2 separate regions of the Mus musculus genome follow, and region 2 is linked to region 1. Evidence: chromatin contacts called from public HiChIP or PLAC-seq data. All regions are on one chromosome and are shown on one strand. The core of a region is the stretch at or near the end of the contact, and the rest is flanking DNA. Distances in the headings are between cores, read along the strand shown.

Region 1 (2,692 bases), core at 99-2,598:
TTAGGGAGGAGAAGGACTAGCCTTTAGGGAGGAAGACTAGCCTTCAGGGAGAGGGAGGATTAGCCTTTAGGGAAGAGGACTAGCCTTTAGGGAGGAGGACTAGCCTTAGGGAGGAGGACTAGCCTTCAGGGAGAAAGACTAGCCTTCAAAGGGGAGGTCTAGCCTTCAGGAAGGAGGACTACCCTTCTGGGAGGAGGACTACCCTTCAGGGAGGATTTGCCCTTAGGGACATGGGCTCCAGGTCAATTCCACTTCTATTTCTTCAAGTCCCATATGTGTTGTTTTCAGGAAGAGGGTCTTACCTTCAAGTTCTGAGAGAAAACCAAGTATGATGGCAATAGCCTATATTTGTTTTGGGGTCTCCTGAAGTCCTCTGACCAGCAACACAGAGGGATGCTTCTCATGGCTCTGGGTTATTTGTCAAGGAATCTATGGCTCCTAGGAGAAGCATTGTTAGTCCATGTGACACAATACCACTTAAACAATAATGTATTATATATAAAAATATTTAAATAAAATAGTGTTACCCATTAAGCTTCACACCACCACTTTCCCATAAGCACCTGTGTCATACTATCTCCTGCTCTCGAGCCTTTCCACAGAACGTTATTAAAACTAATCAACCTGGCGTGATTGTGCACACACCTCTGACCTCACTACTCAGGGGACTAATGTAGAAGGACTGAGAGAAAGTTTAAGGCCTTCATAGTGATGATCCTATCAAAACCCCTAACAAATTGACATTGGTAATAGTATTGTTTAAGCTAGACTTTATTTGGATTCAATGAGTTTTTGTGCAGGCCCTTCTCCACTCCAGGAAACAGAGCCAGGTACTATTATGCATTAGATTCTCTGGTTTTTAATAGACTTGAAGTCATGTCCTTGGCGGGTGTAACTGAACACACTTCTAGAAAAAGCAAACAAACAAACAACACATTGAAGGCAAACATATGCTTAAGTGCTTATGAATAGTCATCCTTACAACTTTATGTAGCAAGGTGTTCTTATTCTCGTTTTCTTTTCAGAGAGGTTGAGGCTTGGTACAGGCCACTCAGGGGCAGAGTTCAATTCCATCAGACAGCTGGCTCGGGTTTAGAGGATGTTATATCCCTGACCCTTCACCAGAGCTAGGCTGGAGAGCAGACCGTCACCTGTGGGAAGAGCTAACTCTGTTCAAAAATGAATATAACGCACCAGCAGCTACTGGCCCATTTGGCCAGAGTCCCCTATGTCCCTTCCTCCTGTATCCACTCCTTTTAACTTATTCTGACTAACCAACAGCTGCTTGTCAATCTTACCCAGTGCTCTGGGCTACAATGCAAAGGCGCCTCCTGGTGTTTGCATTTGAATAGGGACCCGAGTCTGGAAAACAATGAGGCTCGGGTGGGAGTGGGGGCGAATTCGAGCTAATCCTCTTCCTGGCGTCTTCCATTCCACCACGTGGCATTACCTCCCGCACCTGCGCAGAAACCTCGATTCTCCTTTTGAATTCCTTGTGAATGAGGTCTGTGCATCTAAAGAGGGACAGAGCCTTCCAGGGACAGGAAAAAGGACTGCTTTTCAGCCAGTGTCTCTTTGGCACCACCTCCTGGGTTCCTACTTTCCTGCATGGGAGCACTATCCATTGTCAGGCCAGAACCAGGCAGGGAGGACTCTAGGTGAAGGTAGCTGTCTCCGACCTTTCCAAACATTCAGAGACCTTTCCCCAGTGCTCGAAGGGATGCTAATTGTCACTGTGCAGTAGAGACATGGATGGTCCGAGTGACCAGCTGGTAAATGATACAGTAAGGCCTGTAACTGTGGCCCGCCTGCTTCTGTCTACACAGCTTCAGATCTTCCACCACAGCGAACATTGTCACCACGATTGTTCTAGAAATAGGGCCATTGCCAAAACCAACCTCAAATTCCTGGTGTGCGGAGGATTCTGTGATGTCCTGGGTCAGCAGTCTGTGGTTCTCAGTCCCTGGAGAACCAGGCAGGAAACAAAGCCTCTTTCTCAGGCACTCTCCTGAAGGCGGAAGTGGCTCTGTGTGGTAGGCAGCAAGTTAGAGGCCAGGGCCAGCATCCTGTCAGGGAGTGAGCATTTCCGCATTCAAAGTGGCACACCGAAAGGACACTGAGAGTGAACCACTGCCACTCTGTTTACCTGGGAGTTCTCTGGGACCTAGGAGCAATGCTAATCCTTTTGTTGGCTTTAAGAGGACTCAGCGAAACCAGCTCTGTCCGAAAAACAGCTTGGGGAAAACTAATAGACTACAATGTGGACTGACTCAGCTCAGTCATCATCAAGCCACTCGCGGAGCAGCCTTGTTGTTGATGAGTTGGCATGAGGTCACCCTACGGGCAACAGAAGTCACCACTCAGGGCTGGTGAGATGGCTCAGTGGGTAAGAGCACCCGACTGCTCTTCCGAAGGTCTGAAGTTCAAATCCCAGCAACCACATGGTGGCTCACAACCATCTGTAACAAGATCTGACGCCCTCTTCTGGAGTGTCTGAAGACAGCTACAGTGTACTTACATATAATAAATAAATAAATCTTTAAAAAAAAAAAAAAAAAAAAAAGTCACCACTCAAAAGTATGAATAAGAACTGCTACCAGGTGTTGTCCTTTCCCTACACACAAACGCTCGACATGAGTGAACTTGGCTAATCCTAGGAACAAACAATAAAACAGTGTGCATAATTACTACT
Region 2 (2,692 bases), core at 60-2,559, 420 kb before region 1:
AGAGAAAGAAAGAGAGAAAGAGAGAAAGAGAGAGAGAAAGAAAGAAAGAAAGAGAGAGAGAGAGAGAGAGAGAGAGAGAGGGAGGGAGGGAGGGAGAGAAAGAAAACACAAAACTTGGTGCATATTTATTCTTTAAAACTTGTTTTAAAATGCTAGCCCATACATTCTCCAAAGTAAACACATAAAATTATGTCTACAGATAAGATCCTACAACAAAATTTTTGATACAATGAGTTCAACACTGTTTAAAAGTATCCAAGCGTACAACAGATGTTTGCCAAGACTCTTCCTTTCTGAGAATGGATGACTCGGGACATTTTACTGTAAAGCCCCAGAGTTTTCTTGTTTTGATTCTGAACATGAAGAACTGGAGCCAGTCAGACTCCTGCTACATTCTGACAGCCAAAACAATAGCAGGGTGTTCATATTACAGGATATTAAATGTCCAAGATTTCTCCACAAGTGTTTAGATTTATGGAAGTTCTTGAATATTTAAAGGATATGAGAAATTCAAATAGGTTTATTATGATGAAAAGTTTAATTCAAAAGTCAAGTCTATTGCCTCTATTTTTTACAATTTCAAATTGTGTGGATGGTAGTAGGAGCTGAGATTTTAGATTTTATCTTCAATCAAAACTAGTTCTGATTTTTTTTTCAAAAGAACATGGTAAGCTGCCAAAAATATTTTATTTGAAATTCTCTAATTGTATTAATTTACAAGGCTATTAAAACAAAGTCAATATTTTAAAATAAAAGCTTGAAGTAAGACAAGTTCAAACCACTGTGTACCAGTCTATCCAAACACTGAAAGCAATGGGCGCACCGGCGCCTTAGTCTGTCTTTTCACCGCATTCCTTTCTGCCCATTAACTCTTGGGTTAACAGCTTATGATAATCTGAAAATGGAGGCACCAGATGGTTTCATAACTATGTTTCAGTTTGATACTGTTCCAAAATATTGGTTAAATAACAAAAGCACAGATTTCTATTTCAAAATAAATGTCTTGTAAGCAGTGTTGCTGCCACTGGTGCTCTTTTTATAGTTTCGAGAACACAGGTTGGAGGGCATCTCGTGTTTTCTAAAATGCAATTAGCAACATTGTGACTCCAGTGTTTTCAAAGTAAAAAAATCCAATAACAATAGAAAACAGAACCCAAACCCAAATGATACGCTGTGTTTAAATGTCTGAAATGGTCAATGGAGTCACTATAAATTCTGCTCAAATAAAAGAGCTTCAACAGTTGGTTAAAAAGAACAGTGAGTGCCTTTGATTGCCTCAGCTGACCCACTGGCACGCTGACAGCTCTGTTTCTCTTGGATGCCGACATAAAACAAGAATTGTTTTTACTCTTGGATTTGTAGCTATCTGGATTTGATGGTTCCTCCTGGCTGTGATCTGTTTGATGTGTAGAACAATCCTGAAGGCTTGACCCTTCTGATACAGCCACTGAATGCAAAAGTCGGTTGGGGCCAAACTGGAGCTGCAAACGACCGGACCGACCGTCAGTAGCTTTAATAATGGCTGTTTCCTAGTTTGACATAAACTCCTAAAAAGGAACCGCCCTGTGGAAGAGCACAGTGGATCCATTGTAATGAGTTATTAACATCTACCCCATAACAAGGGTTCTTGGCTCCCGGAGGAAAACTTCCCTTTACACTTAAGTGGAAAGTCAGAAAGGTTAAGTAAATGAACATGCCATCAGTAGAGACAGTAGAGACGTTTAGACCCAAGCCTGTCCTACCACTAAGCCTTATTACTTTGTTTAGTTAAACTAAAGCTTAAAAAACTAAGAATTTGCAGTTTTATGATTTACTTTATTAAGCATGAGCAATGTAAGTACCAGGAAATACACACACACACACACCCACACACACATACACATACACATAAACACACACGTATATACATATATGAGAGATGCAGTCCTTACATGGATAAAACTTGCAAACTATCCCTCGGTAGTACAAGAACTGGCTTAGCATAGGTGATAGGCACTGCAGAGATGGCTCAGTGGTCAAGAGCACTAGCTGTTCTTCTAAGGGACCTCCACCGTCACGGCAGCTTACAACCATCTGCTCCAGAAGATGCCAGAAGAGGAGCGCACATGCATACACCAGGCATACGCATGCATGGTACACAGACATAGAAGCACACACGATACAGGTTGTTGTTGTTTTGGTTTGGTGTGTGGGTTTTGTTGTTGTTGTTGTTATTTTTTTGTTTTTTGGTTTTTGTTTTGTTTTTTTAAGAAAAGTGATTGAGATAGTACTGGAATGACTTAGTTTATCCAGTATGCCTGTGTTCTGGAATTGAAAGTCACATGTCTCTGAGAAAGTGGAAGATGTCTACTCATGACCCAGTATTCCAGGGCAATGAGTGGCATCGAGATCAACAGGAATGTGTAGTCACAGTGGTGAGACAGGTACAGGATTTGCCAGTTTAATCAAATTGGACAAGCTTCGGCATACTTGAGAACATCCAGCTGTGGGACGATGAAGCCCAGAAGATACCATGGTCTTACACTCTGTTAATTGGAACCATTCCTACATTTACCAAGTTCATTTCTCCTTCCTTCTGGAAGGACACTTGTATTACTCAGGGTTCTCTCTCTCCTCTCCCTCTCTCCCTCTCCCCCTCTCTCTCTCCCTCTCCCCCTCTCTCCCTCCCTCTCCCCCTCTCTTCTCCCTCTCT

Evidence for each region. HiChIP or PLAC-seq counts read pairs in DNA pulled down with a chosen protein or histone mark.
Region 2: a contact with region 1 is called in an H3K27ac HiChIP or PLAC-seq map of stem cell-derived neural progenitor cells, with 4 times the contacts expected there. The contact joins two enhancer-like sites. A contact is called at or near these places in 3 of 115 datasets of contacts at active chromatin or transcription factors (embryonic stem cells, neural progenitor cells and stem cell-derived neural progenitor cells) and 1 of 9 other capture datasets (embryonic stem cells).

What each region holds. Positions count from the first base shown.
Region 1 is chr2:105,615,242-105,617,933 of GRCm38.p6, reverse strand. All of the region lies in intron 1 of Pax6os1 (paired box 6 opposite strand 1), which reads left to right. It overlaps Gm35946 (a long non-coding RNA gene), which reads right to left. Exons shown (of 5, transcript XR_866617.2): 2 at 1,899-2,066; 3 at 983-1,151; 4 at 303-438. Among named protein-coding and RNA genes, the nearest start is that of Gm35946, 5.1 kb to the right of the region's middle. Within about 2 kb of position 1,348, at least 35 of the 459 cell types and tissues checked have an H3K27ac peak or open chromatin away from gene starts, as enhancers often do. A contact at or near this core is called in neural progenitor cells and stem cell-derived neural progenitor cells, where this site is marked.
Region 2 is chr2:106,037,073-106,039,764 of GRCm38.p6, reverse strand. It overlaps the pseudogene Gm9342. Among named protein-coding and RNA genes, the nearest start is that of Dnajc24, 35 kb to the right of the region's middle. Within about 2 kb of position 1,309, at least 14 of the 459 cell types and tissues checked have an H3K27ac peak or open chromatin away from gene starts, as enhancers often do. A contact at or near this core is called in neural progenitor cells and stem cell-derived neural progenitor cells, where this site is marked.